Regions from separate parts of the Mus musculus genome. Here regions 1, 2, 4 and 5 are each linked to region 3. Evidence: chromatin contacts called from public HiChIP or PLAC-seq and promoter capture Hi-C data. All regions are on one chromosome and are shown on one strand. Each heading gives the region's core, a stretch centred on a gene start, on an enhancer-like site or on the middle of the called end of the contact. The rest is flanking DNA. Distances are from core to core; before and after follow the strand shown.

Region 1 (3,548 bases), core at 138-2,637, 150 kb before region 3:
GCTGCAGTGGGGAGTGGGTTAGCAGCCCCCACTGACTCAACAGAAGCGAGCCTTTCTTGCTCTAATTGGGAAGTCTCGAAGGGAAGTGGACAGATCCCATCACGACTCCTTATCCTTACCTTTATATTCTACACAAAGCAATGAGGTGCCTAGCCCTTCAGTCCTGGGGACGAAAACCCACTTTCCGGGGCCCCTACCTGGTCAAGTAAGCCCAGCACACCCTTTTCAGAGGCAGAAATCCTAGCTCTTCTCAGGAATGATCCTGCCTGTGCCCCCTTCCCCAAGAACCTTCCCTCCTTAGCTCACACTGGGAGACTCATGACTTTCCAGGACTGGGCCAGCAGAGAGATGGTTCTCACCTCCAAGTCTGGGAGGTACAAGAGCCAGGGGCCCACGAAGCACGTAGTAGATAACGCCAGGTTTTAAGCCTGCGGAGGCGCAGGGTGAGTGAATGTTAAGTCCTCCTACCCACATTCATCGAGCTTTCCTCAAGAGCCCCATGACTTCCTGGTTACCAGGTTGGATGGAGAAAGACAGAAATGACTGGAGGCGCGCTGCTGGGAATGGAAGTAAGAGAATTCTGAACCCAGTACTCCAGTCCTCAGGGTTCTAAAGAAGCTCCACGTCGTAGCTCCGGAGTCCGGGTAAGAACCAGCCTCAGGGCCCTGGCTCGCACATACCAATCCACTCCATTAGTAAGAGCAAAGCCGGGGAAGGAGAAGGGTCGAGGCGGTCCGGAGAAGAGGCCACAGGAGGGAAGAGGGACCGGAGGGGTCGGGTGTGTGTGTGTCTGCTAGTGAAACCCCAAGGCTAGAGAGACGTTGCATACAGGCTGCCGGAGTCGTGGCCGCAGAGCCAAGCGTGCGCCTCGCATCTCCCACATCCCATCTGCCGCTCCGGCGGCGCGCCCTGCTCCGCATCTCCCGCCACCCTCGCTGCCCGGGGAAACTGGGGTCGGCCTCAGGACACCTAGCGTGCATCCCTTGCAGTCTGCGGCCCCGGGAGGAGGTGAAGCTCGGAGGTACTCTGCGCCCCACCGGGACCCCGACTCACCACAGAGACATGGCGGCCCGGTCCAGGGCAGCTGAGCGGGGCGCACGGATCACAGCTCTGAGCGCCGCGGCTGGGGACAGCGGGACGAGGCCGAGCCGCACCCCCGCTGAGACTTTCTTTTTTTCCCTGCGGCTGGAGGAGGGGCCTCAGGGGCGGTGGCCCAGGTAGGTTAACCCTTTGTGCCCCGGCTCACTGTGGGGACAGCAACTCCGTTCAGCCCTGGCCACCTCAGAGGCACGCCCCACGGGAACGCGAAGGGAAGAGCCAGAATCTCAGAGACCTTGAAGATCGCCAACATCCTGAGGCGGCGACTTCCCCGCTGCTGGGCCTTCACGGGGTCGCCCGCCTCGCCTCCTTCGGGACACGTGGGGACGTCGGACACCGCCCACCTCCACGCCCACCCGGCGCCTAGCGGCCTGGTTGCTTCCTTCTGGAGTAGCCCTGGGTGTGTAGAGTGGAGGGAGGTGGATAAAGGCTGTTTCCCTAAAGTTACCTTATCTCTGCCCTGTCTACTTTTCTTCTTCCCGGGCTCGCTTAGGCCTGGGCGGCGATCTCAAGAGAAGATGATGCTGGGTTGCCTGTGTTAGACCCCCAGCCAGCTCAGGTCAATCCAGCTCTGGGTTTCCCACTCTTTCTGCATTACCACCCCCCAGTGAGAAGGCTTATTATCCTCTGCAAAAAGTCCATTCTTTTGCTAGCGTGTTCGCATGTGCTTTTAATCCCAGTTGGTGGATTTCTGCGAGTTTAAGGCCAGCCTGGTCTACATGGTGAGTTCCCGGCCAGCAAGGTCTCCCTAATGAGACTCTTGTCTCAAAACAAACAAAAACCTCCTTCTTGTATTGCCAACAAATCCTTCACTTAACCGCACCCCCACTTTTTTTTTTTTTTTGTCTCCAGGTTTTTATTATTCTGCGGTGTGAGCACCATTTTCTCTTGGGAGTGGGCTACACACCACAATCACAGTACAGGGAGGGAGGGGACACCTTGATGCCTCCTCTGGGTGACTTGGGAACATTTCTGGTAGATAAGGCTGCTTACTGGTCCTTCTGTCATCCAGATGTCTGGGGGTCTGGGGTCGCTTCAGAAATACCCACAGGACTTTTTACATTCCAGCACTTCCTATCTGTCAAGCCTGGTTCTAGGTCCCCGGCATCAGTGGCTCACTTGGTTCTGGAGACGTGTGCTATGGTTTGTTCCTATCTTACCAGGAGTTAGAGTCAGGGACACACACCCTTAGATGAAGTCACAACCTTACTATTCAAACCCAGGAGGTCTGCCTGGCTCAGGAGGTGGTCCCTGAGTCCCGGCTCAGGCATTTCTATCAGATAGTAGGACTGGGGAACTCAATACCTTTCTGCAATGCTGTTCCTCTCCCAGGGAATACAGGGAGACAGAAAGTCCCAGGGAGTCCTAAGGGTGAAGATTACTTTTGTCCTTCCCTTAGCGATCCTTAGGCTCGGGTGTGTGCTTAAACAAATAGTGGAATTTTCTGGAATTTGTAAGCTCCAGTCGGAAATGATGAAGGGCCTTCAGATGAAAAATTCAGAGGAGAATCCTGGGACAATGCCCCTTTTAAGTCCTCAAGAAGCCCTGGCCTGAAGTGTAAGTCTCACAGGCCTGGCTGCCTGCCCCTAGGAGTCACTGCAGTCCCACTAGTCCCAGGTCACACCGGTCCTCAGTCTTCAGTCCTGGTTGTCTTAGCTTGGTACTGGCTACCTATCCCTGTCTCTGCTATTTCACCCAGGATATTGTGGTTTGTTTTGAATCAGGGTCTTGGCATGCAGTTCAGGCTGGCCTTGAACTCCAGATCACTTTGCCTTAGCCTTCTGAACGATGGGGGTTATAAATGTGCCAACACAGCTGGCACACCCAGGCTTTGGGCGTCTCTCTTTTTGCCCTGTAAGTGTGACTTTGGGGAAGAGCAGGTGCTCTGTCTCAGCTCTCCACAAGGTGCCTTGGGGGAGACCAGCCCTCTTGGCCTCTGATTCACCCTTCATCCCAGTGTGGCATTTCTCCAGGTGTAGGTGAAGGTGGACACAGGTGTTTCTGGTAAGGGCTGAGTGCCAGAGGGTTGGGGGTTGGGCCAGTTTTCCCCACTTCCTGGCTGCTGCTGGGGGGCAGCTGGCTTATCCTCTTGAGACCTCAATTTCCTGCCAATGCAGAGTTATGTGAGATGACAGAGGAAGCAGACACACCAGTGTCCCCTACACGCTGAGCCTTATGACAGGTGGGTGCTTTTGATATTATGATCACTAATATTTGACCTATCCCAGGGGATCCCAAGGGAACAGGGAAGCAGGGGAAGTGGGGAACCGCCCAAGGTCACCTTGGGTTTTTCAGTTGAACTGGTCAGTTTGTCAAAGATCTTTTGGTCTGTGAATTCAGAATGGGGAAATGTGTAACAATGAAGTACATGAGTCCTTGCACGTGTGTGTGTGCGTGTGTGTTCCCCAGGCTCTGGTCACTTTCCAATGTCACCCTATTCTTCTTTCACT
Region 2 (3,344 bases), core at 578-3,077, 190 kb after region 3:
ATCTCTTGCATGGATGATGCACATCTAAGGATCTTGTCACCTGAGCTCTCTGCCTCAGGTTCCTTCACTATAAATGAAGCCACTTGTAAGTGTTCCTGTCCTAGATGGTGTGGAGAATTAACTGACTTCCACACCCCCCAAAGTCACAGCCTATTGGCTAATCCCTAGGACATATAAAGTGGTGGGGGAAATGTCACCCTCAATGACATCTCCTTAAGCAGTCAAGGTAACTTAGTAATGCTAAGATTAAAGATGAAGATTAAATAATTAGAGTAGTGTGTGATTGGGAAGATACTTGATGACATCAGAGAGAGCAGAAGTGGGCACATCTGGGATGGGAAGCAAGTACTAGCATACTGAACCCACATTAGAGGCAGAGAACCTTCCCCATAACCCTGGCCGTCCAGTTCTTGGTATTGGAGAAGAATTTCTACTCTCCACCTCAAGATTTAAAAAAGCCAAGATTGTGTTAAAGATAGCCAAGAAGGAAGTGAATAATTGAGTTCCTATATCCTTGGAGGGTTTGCTAGCATTGTGTGGGGGGACACTTGGTCCCCAGATGGTGGCACTATTTTTGGATGTGGAGCTTAGGTAGAGGAAGTGGCGTCCTGTGATGACGTGCCTTTGAAGGTTGTATGGCAGCCTGGGTCACTTCCTCTCTCTGCCTTCTGTCCACGGTGAGGTGAAAAGCTTATGCCAGGCAGTCCCACTGTCATGATATTTATTCTGTCTCATGGTCCAGAAACATAGAGACAAGTGCTTTTGGACTGGGCCATCTGAGGGTGAGCCCAAGTCAATCTTCTTTTCACCAAAGATGCTTCTTGGTATTTGCTTACAGTAAAGCTAACTAAGACTGAAGATATTCTCATTGTTAAAAAGCCCAGGAAATAAAACCTTTGTGAGAGCAAAAATATAAGATATTGTAGCAGAATCAGTGATTACCATGCAACAGAGCCAAGGGAAAAATGTCCATGCATAGAGGAGGGGTAGGAAGGGATGGAGGGAGAAGGCTCACAGTGACCAAAGATAGAAACTTAGCACTGAAGCATGGAGGAGCATGGCTCTGAAGAGCGTGTGGAAAGAGGACAAGGTCTGCTCTAGGCACCAGAAACATAAAGAGAAATCTATCTTTTGAAGGGGCTCACTAGCCTCCCCATCCTCCATGTCCATAAGAAATAAACAAGAATGACTAGGCTAGCTGGGCATGGTGACACATGCCCTTAATCCCAGCCCTTGGGAAGCTGAGACAGATAGATCTCTGTGAGTTCAATGTCAGGCTGGTCTAAAGAGCCAGTTCCAGGTCAGCCAGGGCTATACAGAGACTCTGTATTAAAAATAGATAGATAGATAGATAGATAGATAGATAGATAGATAGATAGATAGATGATAGATAGATAGATAGATAGATAGATAGATAGATAGATAGATAGATGAAAGAAAAACTACAATTAAATTTCCTTTAAAAATGAGTTGGTGGCTGTGTCTTTGGGCAATGTTAAGGGGATCAGGGATGGCATCAGAGATGAGAAAATGTGCTGGATTTAGACAGAGGCGGAGTCACTGGTTCAGTCCAGGATTCTTCTCTTCCACTTCAAGTCAGACCTCCCTCAGCTCCAGTAGAAACCGAAGAAGATGAAGCCAGTGGTGTTAATGCAGGAGCCTGAATGCAGGAGGCCACCACAGTGACACAAGAGCAGGCAGGTCTCACACAGATGTCTAGAACTTCCTCCTTCTTTGAGCTCTCAGTCAACTTTCCAGGAAGGGAGAGGAGAGGCGGGGCATTCTAAGCGGCTGCTGTCCCTGCCTTGACATGAACTATCCAACACTTTGCTCTCTGTAAGCCGCTCATGTGACTGCTCTCAAGGTGGCCAGGCATCTTCAGTCTCCGTTGGTGGAGAATGTGGTCCACCTAGAGGGCAGGAAAGGGGACTTCTCTTGGAGACTTCAAGGCTGGGACTCATTGGTACTCCTAAGCTGTCTGACCACTCATGGGAACCATCTGGGCTTGGGGACAGAAGTGTGACCAAATCTGGGATTTGGAGCAGAGGTGAGACGTGTAGCTACTGTGTGGATGTAAAGGGTCCTTCCCCCACCTTCTCCCCTTGCTTCTCCTTCCCTAGTTTATCCTGCCTTCCCTTTGCTGCTGAGCTCCCTCCTAGGGCAGGTACCCTGCTACTCAGGATGATGCTGTTATCAATCCCAGCCTTTTCCCTCCCTCAGACACAAGCTCTAAAGGAGACAATGGCAGACTGACATATATCCATGGGGAGGAAGAGTCTGAATCTTTAGCTGAGTTGCTGGGTGTTGTTTATCTGTCCTCTCACTCCATCTGGTTTTGAGAAAGTTTCTACTGTCCGTCTTGGACAGACAGTAGACAAGCTGCAGAACAGGGAACCAGCAAGCACTTATTGATCAAATGAACTTCTGACCCCAGGTTATCGATGAGGAAGTTGACTAGGAGGAATTACAGAGACTTGTCAAAGGGGTGGGGCCACTCTCTCTGTTTGCTGGGCTTTCTTAGGAATCAGGGTGCCACTGGTGACCCTATGACTTTCTCTCAGTCACCCCATTCCCACTTCCTGTCCCAATTCCTTCTCAGCATGGCTGTTTCTCTTTCTCCGACCTTCCTTCTGCCCCTGTATCCAGCCCCCACGCTGCCCCATCCACTGAGTTGATCTGGGTTTAGAGATGAGGTAAAGGAACATCCAAGGTTTCCTTTTTATTGGTCAGCTTCCAATATGATGTTCCTGTTCAGTGTGTTTGTTCAAGGTGACCTTTGAGCAGCTCCTACTCCTGGCTGACTGGCTTTGAGCCTCTGCTCTTGTTGCTTGCAATCCTTAGACTTCAGCTACACAGAGGCAACCCACCCCTGTCTTCAGAGACAGTCCCCACTCCTGTCCCCAGAGACACCTCTATGTTTGGTCTTTCTGAATGTCAAGCAACCCTTGTGTGTGAGAAGACCTCTTAAGCTATTCTTTGTACCTCTGGCCTCTCTCTGCTCCCTGCCTCCCTGCCTGGCCCCGCTTAGGGTTAGCCTCTAAGCCTACACCCCTTAGGTTAATCCTTACCCCTTAGGTGAAACCCCTGCTGGGGCAAGTCTATCCCTCTGAATAGGTGCTGGGCCTTGATGGCTGAAGGGGTGAATGGAGTAGTGTCAGGAGAGGATGTGGTAGTGGAGAAACTCTTAGGTAAGCAGTCAGAAGAGCTTGCTTTGCGCCCGAGAAGGAACTGCTTCCTGGAGCTCTCTTGATGCCTGGTGCACTTGATGAAGTTGGAGGTATGTGCTCCAGTATCATCTCTTTAGAACCCCTTTGAAAGGAGGCAGGGAGCCAGCCCAGCTGTCA
Region 3 (3,652 bases), core at 200-2,699:
CATCTTGTTAGGTCTCTGCTTAAAGGTACCCACCCAGAGAGACTTGGGAAAACACCTCTTCTGGCCCATTACTCTCCAGTCGTCTGTGCTGTGGATTCCCAGAGGAACTCCCCACTGGTTGACTTCAATGTCCTCTCACTGATGCTCCTGCATCAGAATCCCCTTCATAACTCAAGGCAAGCATTGTGTGTGGCGTTAAGCCCCAAGATGCCTGTTAGACAGCCTGGTTCAGACAGGCCTGGAGCTGGATGGAAAGGGATTCAGGGAATCCCAGGTCACCATCTCATTAGAAACAGAGTAATGGTTTGAAGAAAGGGGACGGTAGGAACCACACTGACTAAGGCAACGTGTCAGGGTACCAGGAATTCTGAGTTCATGGAGGCTATAAGGATGTACATAAGATGACAGCCAGTTAGTTAGCAGCACTCCTCCATGGCCTTAGCATCCATATCGGCTCACACAACCGGGATCCTGTCCTGCCTCACTTCCTTTGATGAACAAAGATGTGGAATCTTAAGCAAAATAAACCCTTTCTTCCCCTATGCTGTTCCTGGTCATACTACTTCATCACAGCAAGAGAAACCCTAACTAGCACAGTTTCCCATCTCATGGGCAAACTCACAGTCTCTCCAGAGCTAGGATTAAATCTATGCTGATATTTCAGGAGAATGTGCAGGAGTTGGGCCTCTCCTTCCGAAGTGTGGTTCCTGGCGTTCCAAGTCATCAGGCTTGGTCAGCAAGTGTATATCTCTTGTGAGTTCAAAGCAACCCTTGAACCCTCTGTGTTGGATGGATGTCCTGTCTCCTTAGCTCAGTTAACTTAGACCAAACAACCTCTGGGCTAAGGATCTACCTTGTGAAGAAAGAAGTAAACTGTTTGTAGTGTTTTGCATGCGGTGACGATGCCATCTCTCCATCAGCGAGAGATTCAGGCCTACAGCTGGCTGGATAAGGAGAAGATGAATTTGTCCTGCAAATAACATGCTTCCACTTAGATTCAGTGAAGTCTGAGAGTGTCCTGGGCGCTGGGAAGGAAGACTACTAATAAACTATGGGGGCGGGGGAGAAAGAGAGAGAGAAAGAGAGAGAGAGAGAGAGAGAGAGAGAGAGAGAGAGAGAGAGAGAGAGAGAGAGAGAGAGAGAGCGCTAAATGCCCCAGGCCACGAGATCCTGCTGCAGATGCTCAGCGAGAAGGCCCGGGGCCACTCCAAGTCCACCCCACCGCAGCGCAGCGGAGTCGGGGGCTCCTGGGGGGAAGCAATGGGATGCTCAAGCGGCCGCCTCGGGCCCTGGCCAGGAAGGAACCGGGTCCGACAAGGCGAGCCCTCCATGCAATGATCCCAGGGCTGTGTCAAGGGTGCAGTCGCAAGGAGGGCCGCGCTTACCTGCTGCAGGGCTCTGCGCTCACTCCTCCAGACCGCCAGCTCGCCGGCCGTCACCCGGGCAACCGCTACCGCTAGCCGAAGTCACGTGAGGCGACTCGGCCAATCTTGCTGGGCGAAGACGACGTGGAGCATCCTGGGAGGGAGAGTGGGAGGTACCATACGTGGTGAGTACCGGAAGTGAGGCCGTACAGGCGTGTGGCGTGCGGGTGACTTTAGTCTAGACTGCAGACGAACGATAACTCAGATCTGCCTATGTAAGATCCGAGCACCACACTTTCACCTACGACAGAGTCTTCCGGGAAGTATTAGAGACACTTTTGTCTTTCCCGTATGAATTTAGGTTTGTAAAACAAAACAGATTCGGAGGCCAGCGAGATGGCTTAGAGCTAAAGGCGCTTTCCTCCAAGCCGGACGAAGGGAGTTTGATTCCAGGGCCTATTTATTTAGTAAAGGAGCGTGCATTAAATACTACTCAGAATTCTGGCCAGCCCACTGCCCTGCGTGTATTCAGAGCTACTACTCTTTAATCTCTGGTCCAAAGTCAGTGCTTAAGGCCAGAGAAAACCCTTCCCTTCCCCTCGGAGTGCTGAGGCTTTGTGGTAGAAGTCTCTATAGTACCACTTTCCAGGCCTTCAAAACGTGGGAGCTGCGCGGGGCGTGGTGGCGCACACCTTTAATCCCAGCACTTGGGAGGCAGAGGCAGGCGGATTTCTGAGTTCAAGGCCAGCCTGGTCTACAGAGTGAGTTCCAGGACAGCCAGGGCTATACAGAAAAAAAGAGGTGGGAGCCTCCCAAGGCTGTCCAGAGGACTTGAGAAGGGAGGTGCCCTCGCCTTTGAAGAAGGAGGAGGAGGAAGAGGAAAAAGGAGGAGGAGGAGGAAGAAAGAAGAAGCAGCTGCTCTAGGATGGGCAGAGGCCCTGTCTCCTGAGCTCTCTGCTCTGTCAATGCTCTTTGAGTTAGGATGTCTTCTAACTAAGGCTATATTTAGGAAGAGAGTACTATGTCCTATGTCCTGTCCAGGTAATATAGCTTGAAAATAATTTCCCCTAGAAGTATTCTCAGTTAACTGTGTGCCAAGTGTTATCAGATGAAATATAGAACAGCCAATTTTATTTACATTTCGGATAATTTTTATTTGCTGAATACGCCATATTTGTGCCCAGCATCATTCTAAGTGAGTCACATAGGTGCTCTGATTGATTCCTGTGTCTCCAGGATGAATAACAGGCGGGCTCTGTGTTTTATAGGTGAACACTGTTGTGCTTTTCCAGAATTCTGTGCACCTGCAAAACTGCTGCAGTCAACACCCTTGTTTCCCCAAATAACTCATCTTTTGTGTTCTGGGAAGGACCCATAAAACTGTCCACTCTTCCTCATGAATCCCATGCAACTCAATTCCCAGCTAGCAGCTGGTCCTCTTGTTTACCCATGGCAACACCCATTCTGTGTCTCCTAGTTGATTAGTAAAATTTAGAAACAAAACTCACTCCCTGAAACCAGTCAGGAATAAACATTTCTGGGTCTTCTACTTGAGGGTTAAAGCATCCCAACCAAAAATCATCCCACCCTTCCTCTAAGCAGGTCTTAGATGGAGCCATGACTCTCCCTATTGCAATCACTTGGGGTGGCGGCGGGAGTGTGGGGTGTGTGTGTGTGTGTGTGTGTGTGTGTGTGTGTGATCTTCTTAACTGTCCAGGTTGTGTCTTTGACAGAATGGACTACATGATGTAGAGCCCTCTGGGGCTAAAGAGATAGCTTGTTAAGAGCACTTCCGGAGGACAAGGGTTCGATTTCCAGCACCTACATCGAAGCTTACAACCATCTGCACTTAAAGTTTCAGGATATCTGATACCTTCTTCTGGCCTCCAAGGGTACTGCATGCACTAGGTATGAAAACAGACATGCAAGCCAAATGAACATACTAGTATATAAATAAAATAAAATTTAGGGATAGAGAGATGACTCAGTTGTTAAAAGCTTCCAGAGGACCCAGATTCCATTCTCATAACTTTCTGATGGCTCACTGTCACTCCAGTTTCTGGGAAGCTGATGCCCTCTTCTGGGCACCACAAGCACTGCACAAGCATGGTACACAAACAGACAAGGACACACAAAGATAAATGAATGTAAATATTTTGTTGGTTGGTTGGTTGAGACAGGGGTTCTCTGTGTAGCCCTGGCTTTTGTGAAACTCACTCTCTAGACCAGGCTGGCCTCGAACTCAGAAATCCGCCTGCCTCTGCCTCCCAAGTGCTGGGATTAAAGGT
Region 4 (3,464 bases), core at 307-2,806, 230 kb before region 3:
TGCAGGTGGGGACAGCATTTTAGACCCAAGTCTCACGGACTTCCTCTCTCTGGCTCTTTTTTTCTTTTCTTCTCACCTGTAAAATGGGATTGTTGTCTAGAAAAAGAAGACACTCTCAGCTCCGGGTGATTCCAACAGCTAGCTAGTATGGTTTGGATGCAGGTAGAGTCCTTTGGGAGTGGTCCTAAGTACTCCAAGCTCCGGGGTCAGCGTTGCCCTCTAGTGGCGATTTTGTGAACAACAGGCGAAGCAACCAGGAAGGCGGGGAGGGCAGCCTCTGTCAGGTCGCCTTCAGCTCAGCATCTATCTGTCAGTGGGAGCCAGGGCGCACAGGACCTCCTGGGCAGAAGGCATGGTAGGTGAGCGGGATACGGGCCCTGACAGGAGCGGCTCTCAGAGTGAGATGGGTGGAAAAACTCTGTGAGACATTTGGGGGTTGTGGGAGAGACCTCTCAGTTAGTCAGTTTATTTCTGTCATTTTTCTGATGACTGTCGTCTCAGCGCTGCTCTCTTGAACCTGGGCTGTCACCTGCCCATCCCCAGCTCCTCTCCGTGAGAGTTCCGAGAGTGAGAACTCCAGGTCTAGTAGGTGCAAAGAATATAAAATATTTAGACTGGGAGTGATTCAGGTGACAGAAAACAGAATCAAATTTGGGTCAAAGTACAGTTTTTTAGCTTTTTCACTCCTTCACTTAACCCCTACGGTGGCTTTCTCTTCACACCAAGGTCACACACAGCGTTCTGTATGTCAGGTCTGCCATGTGTCGATGCTTTTTGTGGATTAAATACCGGGATCTTGCACCTGGAGTTGGGGAGGTCAGGTCTGCCCTGGCAGTTGCTTTAGGAGCCCCGGCTCTTTAAAGACCAAGCAATACTGCAGTTGCACCCACTTTTCTGAGGTCCACATCAAGTGGCTCTCCTGAAGTCTGTCTTAAAAGGGAGACAGCCAAAGGAGATAGCCAAGCGTTCTTGGAAAAACCTGGCATTTCTTCAAAGATTCCAGTAGATTGTAAAGGGCCAATCTTATCATTTAAAAAGTATTTCATTTGTGTGTGTGTGTGTACTTGTGCATATATACTGTTTGCATGTATGTGTGTAGAGGATAGAGGATAACTCTTTGTTGTTGTTGTTGTTGATTGGTTTTTTGTTGTTTGTTTTTGTTTGTTTTTTAGACAGTGTCTCTCTCTGTAGTTCTAACTGTCCTGGAACTTGCTCTGTAGCCCAGGCTAGCCTCAAACTCACATGAGACCTGCCTGCCTCAGCTTCCTTCGCGTTGGGATTAAAGCTGCGCACTACCACTGCCCGGCCAATTTTATTATTTTCAAGGTTTGCACTCCGGATACTCTGTAGTTGAAATGCACTTTAGTGGGTGGCAGATGCTTTCTTTCCCAGTGGCATGTGACTAATCAGTCCTCTACAGTGTGATAACTTAGGACAGAGCTGGGATTACCTAAATGACTTCTGGGTATCTCCCCCTTCTATCCTACAGACTCCTCCCTGCCTCAATTGTTCCATCTTTCCTGGAGCGCTCTCCCCAAATGCTTCAAGGAGCCCCCTGGTCTGCAATATCAGTGAGTTCAAGTGGCCCTATCAACCTGAGGATCTGAACCTTACCGATGAGGCCCTGAGGCTGAAGTATTTGGGGCCACAGCAGATGAAACAGTTTGTCCCCATCTGTGTCACGTACCTGCTGATCTTCGTGGTGGGCACTCTGGGCAACGGGCTGACCTGCACCGTCATCCTGCGCAACAAGACTATGCGCACGCCCACCAACTTCTACCTCTTCAGCCTCGCTGTGTCCGATATGCTGGTGCTCCTGGTGGGCTTGCCTCTGGAGCTTTATGAGATGCAGCAAAATTACCCGTTCCAGCTGGGTGCGAGTGCCTGCTACTTCCGAATACTGCTCTTAGAGACCGTCTGCCTAGCTTCAGTGCTCAATGTCACAGCCCTGAGTGTGGAGCGTTATGTGGCCGTGGTGCGCCCACTCCAAGCCAAGTCTGTGATGACACGGGCCCATGTGCGCCGCATGGTGGGGGCCATCTGGGTCCTCGCTACTCTCTTCTCTCTGCCCAACACCAGCCTGCATGGCCTCAGTCAACTAACTGTGCCCTGCCGGGGGCCGGTGCCCGACTCAGCTATATGTTCGCTGGTGGGTCCCATGGACTTCTACAAGTTGGTGGTACTGACTACCGCACTGCTCTTCTTCTGTCTGCCCATGGTCACCATCAGTGTGCTGTATCTGCTCATTGGGCTGCGGCTGCGGAGGGAGAGGATGTTGCTCCAAGTGGAGGTCAAGGGCAGGAAAACCGCAGCAACCCAGGAGACCTCCCACAGAAGGATTCAGCTGCAAGATAGGGGACGGAGACAGGTGACCAAGATGCTGTGTAAGTCATTGTTGAGGAGAAAGCTGAGCTTCCTCCAGTCTGGGGAAGGAATTGAGCTTCCAGGGTATTGTTTGCTTGCTTGCTTGCTTGTTGTTGTTATTGTTTTGAGAAAGGGTTTCAGGGCTGGTGAGATGGCTCAGCAGGTAAGAGCACTGACCACTCTCCTGGAGGTCATGAGTTCAAATCCCAGCAACCACATGGTGACTCACAACCATCCGTAATGAGAAACTAATAATAATAATAATAATAATAATAATAATAATAATAATAATAATAATAAAACAAAAAAAACCTATGGGCCAGACTTAGCAGGGACCAGAGCAAGTGGGGCTTGGGGTGGAGGGAGCGAGGCCAGAGAAAGACAGAAAAGGGAAGAGGGAAAAAAAGAGAGAAGGAGTTTCTTTGTGTAGCTCTGGCTGTTCTAGAACTTGCTGTGTAGACCAGAGATTCACCTGCCTCTACCTCCAAAGTACTGGGATTAAAGGTGTGCACCACCACTACCTGGCTCTCCTGTCTGCTTTTCTAGGACCGGAAGATAGTGAGCTGTAGATGCAAACTCTAAGCATGATGAAGATCAAATCTCTTCTCTGTCCTTGCAGTTGCACTGGTTGTGGTATTCGGCATCTGCTGGGCTCCATTCCATGCTGACCGTATCATGTGGAGCCTGGTGTATGGACACTCAACGGAAGGCCTGCACCTGGCCTACCAGTGTGTCCACATTGCCTCTGGCATCTTCTTCTATCTCGGCTCAGCAGCCAACCCGGTGCTCTACAGCCTCATGTCTACTCGCTTCCGAGAGACCTTCCTGCAAGCCCTGGGCCTTGGAACCCAGTGCTGTCATCGCCGCCAACCCTATCATGGCTCCCATAACCACATCAGGTTGACCACAGGCAGCACCCTGTGTGACGTGGGCCACAGGAACAGCAGGGACGAACCTCTGGCTGTGAATGAGGATCCAGGGTGTCAGCAAGAGACAGACCCCTCCTGAATAAAATTTGGAAGGAGCCTTACCCACAAGGCCAGAGGGCCTCAGAAAGTCTGGGGAGCTACAAAAGTGGTTTCTGCCCTGCCCACATATTT
Region 5 (3,490 bases), core at 446-2,945, 130 kb after region 3:
TCCTTCTCTCTGGAGGACCTGCTGGCCTCTTGGTATTGGAAGGTCAGTTGTGGTCAAGGGTAGGGAATCTGGAATCAGAATAGACTCAAGTTTCCCTTTCAACCATACCAAGGGCTGCTCCAGAGGACAAAGGAATATTTCCTCCCTACAGTATCGTCAGATAAGATGGACGGAAATGGATGAATGAAGTACTAGGCATGGAAGGAACAGTCAATGGTCACTTGTCTATCTTCATTATCCTCAGTGGTCTGGAGCATCCCAGCTTTCCAACTCCACTTGAGTCCCCTTGATACTGTCCAAAGTTTTGTCTCTCATTGGCTATCCAAGAAGATGGAGACTTCTTTTTGACAGCTGGCCAGCCATTTAATATTAGGCAGAGCTAAACTAAATTAAAATGATGGCTACAAAATACTGTTTTTACATTTTTGGTTTGCTTTATACATTGCGCAGACCCTTTTCTAGTATCTTCTGTGGGAAGGGATGACAAGCAGAAATATAGGATGCCTATTTGGAACAGATACTAAGGATTATAACATTATTTGTGGCTTATCTGAAGTTAGGAGTTAGTCAGGAGTCCTATATTTTGATCTAGCCATCCTCTCTGTAGTCCAAGGTCAGATCTCTTAGGGTAACATGGAAAGACAAAACAAAACTCCTATCTTCCATCTGACAAACAGAAACCCCCAATTCTCTCAAAGGCTGTACCATAGTCATCTACCTCCATCACCCTGTACTATCTTCTTTGGAGTGGTCTGGCCTCTCGAATAACCAATAAAAGGTAGCCAGAAGGCATATCACTGCTTCCTTTCTTTTAGTCTATATTTGCTTTTAATTTCTGAATGGATACTAACTGACTCCTAATGAGAGGGTCTCCCCCCATGGAGCCGTAAATGTTAGTATGTATCCATGGCTGTTTGCAGCGAGACCTGAGATGCTACAGAAGGACATAGCCTAGGGATTCTACTCTCTCATAAAAATCATCCTCTTGGCCGGGCGTGGTGGCACATGCCTTTAATCCCAGGACTTGGAAGACAGAGGCAGGCGGATTTCTGAGTTCGAGGCCAGCCTGGTCTACAAAGTGATTTCCAGGGCAGCTAGGGCTACACAGAGAAACCCTGTCTTGAAAAACCTAAGGGGGAAAAAAATCATCCCCTCCACAGCTTATAAACTTAGCCCCGGGCAGCATGCTGACTATACACCACCACCACCAGACTGGAGCCCACCTCTGGTAGCTCTGGGACTCTATCAGCAAGAAGGCTAGAACTGCCTTAAAGCAGGAAGTCCGCCCACCTGCTTTCCTGCTTGGAAGAATTGGTTTAGGTTCCATGGGTACCAGGAACGGAGATGAGGCAGGTTTCTCTGGAGGCGGGAGAGGCTGTGGTGTATGCTGTTGCGGTTTAGGCTCAGGGTTAACTTGGTGTGGTGTGGTGGACTCCTGGCAAGGCTGTGGCTTAGATGGTGGCGAGGCGGGCTCTGGACATGACGGCGGGGTTTCTGAGCTGGGCTGCTGTGAGGAATCGGAGCTAGTCTGCGGTGAAATGGAATTCCTGCGGCGCCTGGAATCAGACTTTTTCTTTTTGACCTTCTTCATGGTGATCCTTCTAGAGTAACACCGTGGAGCTACATGGAGCTGTGAATTTCCTGGCTCCCTCCCTAGGTAGGCAGTCTCCCCTGTGGGTATGTCTCTGATCTTTGACCACAGCAAGGTCCCACAGACAAGAGTCACCCATACCTCCTGTGAGGTCACAAAAGCCAGGCTGGCCCCTGTGGCTAGGGCTCTGGCACCGGTTTCCTCTCCCAGGGCTTCCTGCTTGAACCGGCAGGAGGCAGCAGCTGCCTTGTTCCTCCATGGTCTAATTAAGACAGTCTTTGGGCCTAAGAGAACTGGATCCATGATTATGTGACCAGAGCCTCAGGCACCTTTCGGCTGCACGTTCCAGGGTCCGTGAGAGCTACTTTTTATTCGAAGACATCCTGAATAGGAAGGATTCTCAGCTCCGTTGCTGGTTTCTACGTGTCTATCCCCAAACACAAACATTATGGTTAACATTTAGGGAACTTTCCTGAAGATTTGACTTCCTTTTTTAGCATTTTACCTCCCACAACCCACTGCCTTCTGTCATCTCTGAATATATGTGAACACGAGTGCTTGCTTGTATGAGTGTGTGTGTATGTCTAAACTTTTATAAGAATCCTCGAATTTGGCCAATTCTACCTTAAGCCAGTTCTCAGAAAACGAAAAATTTCTCAAATTCATTTCATTGGTATTACCTCCCAAAACACTGGTTAGGTCAAACAAACTATGAATCTCTTAACAATTTAACTTCCATTTTAGGGTGGAAGAGTGAAAAGTGTTTTGAAAAGATAGCCTGTCACACATCACAATAGAAAAGTGCGTTCCCAGAAAGAACTTCCTCCATGAAGTAGGTAAGCTGCGTGGGTAAAGTACACCTGCCCTACTCAGACACCAGAAGCTGGGGAAGGGGTGAGGATGCAGTAAGGAGGGTGGAGGGAGAGCGAGTGAGCCAGAAAGGTCCTAGACAAGCTACACACAAAGGCTAGACCAGATGTCAACAGTGAAGTGAGAGAATCTATTTTCAGGCTTCTAGAGCCAGCAAAGACTTTGCTGACTATTATTATTATTATTACATTATTGTCATCACTATTATTATTATCCCAAAAAGGATATTGATGTTCAGAGAAATTCAGTTATATAAGTACCTCCCAAACTAAATCCCCATTTCTAGTTGATTGGTGACACACTCAAGATTAAGTTCTAAAGGGTTATTTTTCTTTATGACCCCAGTAGGCAATGGGGAGTCAGATTATACAGACTTTGAAATTAAAGAATTGGAAAAAAATTAAGTTTCTTGCATGAGAAGATTAGAGAAAGATATGGGTTGGGAGTGCAGCTTAGATCAGTATGGCTCAGGCTGTGTCTGGTTGGTTTGGAGCAAGGCGGTTCAGTGGGTAGGTGAATCTACAAGAAGCTGGCAGTTTCTGAGGTCAAAGATCTATGGGCCATTTGAAGGGATGACATTCAGAATCAGGCTGGAACCTTTTCAGTGACTGCTAGACTTTGACTGATGAGCATAACCTGATTGAAATCAGTTTCTCAGTCTCAGTCCTGATTGACACTATGGGCTAGATAATATCTTTTGGAGGAGGCTGTTCTGTGTGTTATAGGAAGCTCTGCAGCCTCTCTGGCTTTGACTGGCCAGCACCCCATCAGTGTAAGGAAAAGAACATCTCCAGATGTGGCTAAATATGCCCAGAGCTTGGAGAAGGTGTTAACATTTTTCCTGGTTGAAAACAACCGGTTTAAACGAATCTGATGGGACAGGAACATATTTGGGTAGAATTTAAGTAGCCATGAAATAGCCAGTTCATTTCTCCTTAAAGGGATGCCACAGGGTATGGGACACACAAGCTTGTGTTCTGGGAGATAGAGGACAGAATACAGGTTGAGGAATGTTTGTACCATTAAGGA

What was found. Promoter capture Hi-C pulls out the DNA fragments that hold promoters and counts their contacts. HiChIP or PLAC-seq counts read pairs in DNA pulled down with a chosen protein or histone mark. Capture Hi-C pulls out chosen DNA fragments and counts their contacts.
Region 1: a contact with region 3 is called in a promoter capture Hi-C map of liver. The contact joins the promoter of B3gnt7 here to the promoter of Armc9 in region 3. A contact is called at or near these places in 7 of 39 promoter capture datasets (embryonic stem cells, hippocampal neurons, liver and 3 more), 2 of 484 Hi-C or Micro-C datasets (bone marrow-derived macrophages and muscle stem cells), 15 of 115 datasets of contacts at active chromatin or transcription factors (the 230-238 cell line, the HPC-7 cell line, bone marrow-derived macrophages and 8 more) and 4 of 9 other capture datasets (adipose tissue, liver, macrophages and 1 more).
Region 2: a contact with region 3 is called in a promoter capture Hi-C map of the HPC-7 cell line. The contact joins the promoter of Gpr55 here to the promoter of Armc9 in region 3. A contact is called at or near these places in 2 of 39 promoter capture datasets (the HPC-7 cell line and cranial neural crest) and 3 of 115 datasets of contacts at active chromatin or transcription factors (T-cell acute lymphoblastic leukemia, effector CD8 T cells and memory CD8 T cells).
Region 4: a contact with region 3 is called in a promoter capture Hi-C map of adipose tissue. The contact joins the promoter of Nmur1 here to the promoter of Armc9 in region 3. A contact is called at or near these places in 5 of 39 promoter capture datasets (the HPC-7 cell line, HPC-7-derived erythroid cells, embryonic stem cells and 2 more), 1 of 15 datasets of contacts at CTCF or cohesin (large pre-B cells), 1 of 484 Hi-C or Micro-C datasets (bone marrow-derived macrophages), 1 of 115 datasets of contacts at active chromatin or transcription factors (bone marrow-derived macrophages) and 4 of 9 other capture datasets (adipose tissue, embryonic stem cells, liver and 1 more).
Region 5: a contact with region 3 is called in an H3K27ac HiChIP or PLAC-seq map of embryonic stem cells, with 5 read pairs. The contact joins the promoter of Spata3 here to the promoter of Armc9 in region 3. A contact is called at or near these places in 2 of 39 promoter capture datasets (liver and stem cell-derived epiblast-like cells) and 2 of 115 datasets of contacts at active chromatin or transcription factors (embryonic stem cells and pancreatic cancer cells).

The regions. Positions count from the first base shown.
Region 1 is chr1:86,301,060-86,304,607 of GRCm38.p6, reverse strand. It overlaps B3gnt7 (UDP-GlcNAc:betaGal beta-1,3-N-acetylglucosaminyltransferase 7), which reads right to left and starts at 1,387. Exons shown (of 2, transcript NM_145222.2): 1 at 1,054-1,387. The coding sequence starts at 1,064. It overlaps Gm28626 (predicted gene 28626), which reads left to right and starts at 548. Exons shown (of 2, transcript NR_151592.1): 1 at 548-644; 2 at 990-1,545. It overlaps Gm16341 (a long non-coding RNA gene), which reads left to right and starts at 2,838. Exons shown (of 3, transcript XR_387210.3): 1 at 2,838-3,280.
Region 2 is chr1:85,959,538-85,962,881 of GRCm38.p6, reverse strand. Gpr55 (G protein-coupled receptor 55) reads left to right here and starts at 1,827. Exons shown (of 2, transcript NM_001033290.2): 1 at 1,827-2,047. The region is part of intron 1 of Gm41905 (a long non-coding RNA gene); the gene reads right to left.
Region 3 is chr1:86,152,577-86,156,228 of GRCm38.p6, reverse strand. It overlaps Armc9 (armadillo repeat containing 9), which reads right to left and starts at 1,449. Exons shown (of 25, transcript NM_030184.2): 1 at 1,386-1,449.
Region 4 is chr1:86,386,233-86,389,696 of GRCm38.p6, reverse strand. It overlaps Nmur1 (neuromedin U receptor 1), which reads left to right and starts at 1,556. Exons shown (of 2, transcript NM_010341.1): 1 at 1,556-2,384; 2 at 2,984-3,372. The coding sequence starts at 1,556. The coding sequence ends at 3,372.
Region 5 is chr1:86,020,150-86,023,639 of GRCm38.p6, reverse strand. It overlaps Spata3 (spermatogenesis associated 3), which reads right to left and starts at 1,695. Exons shown (of 4, transcript NM_001122732.2): 1 at 1,291-1,695. The coding sequence starts at 1,591.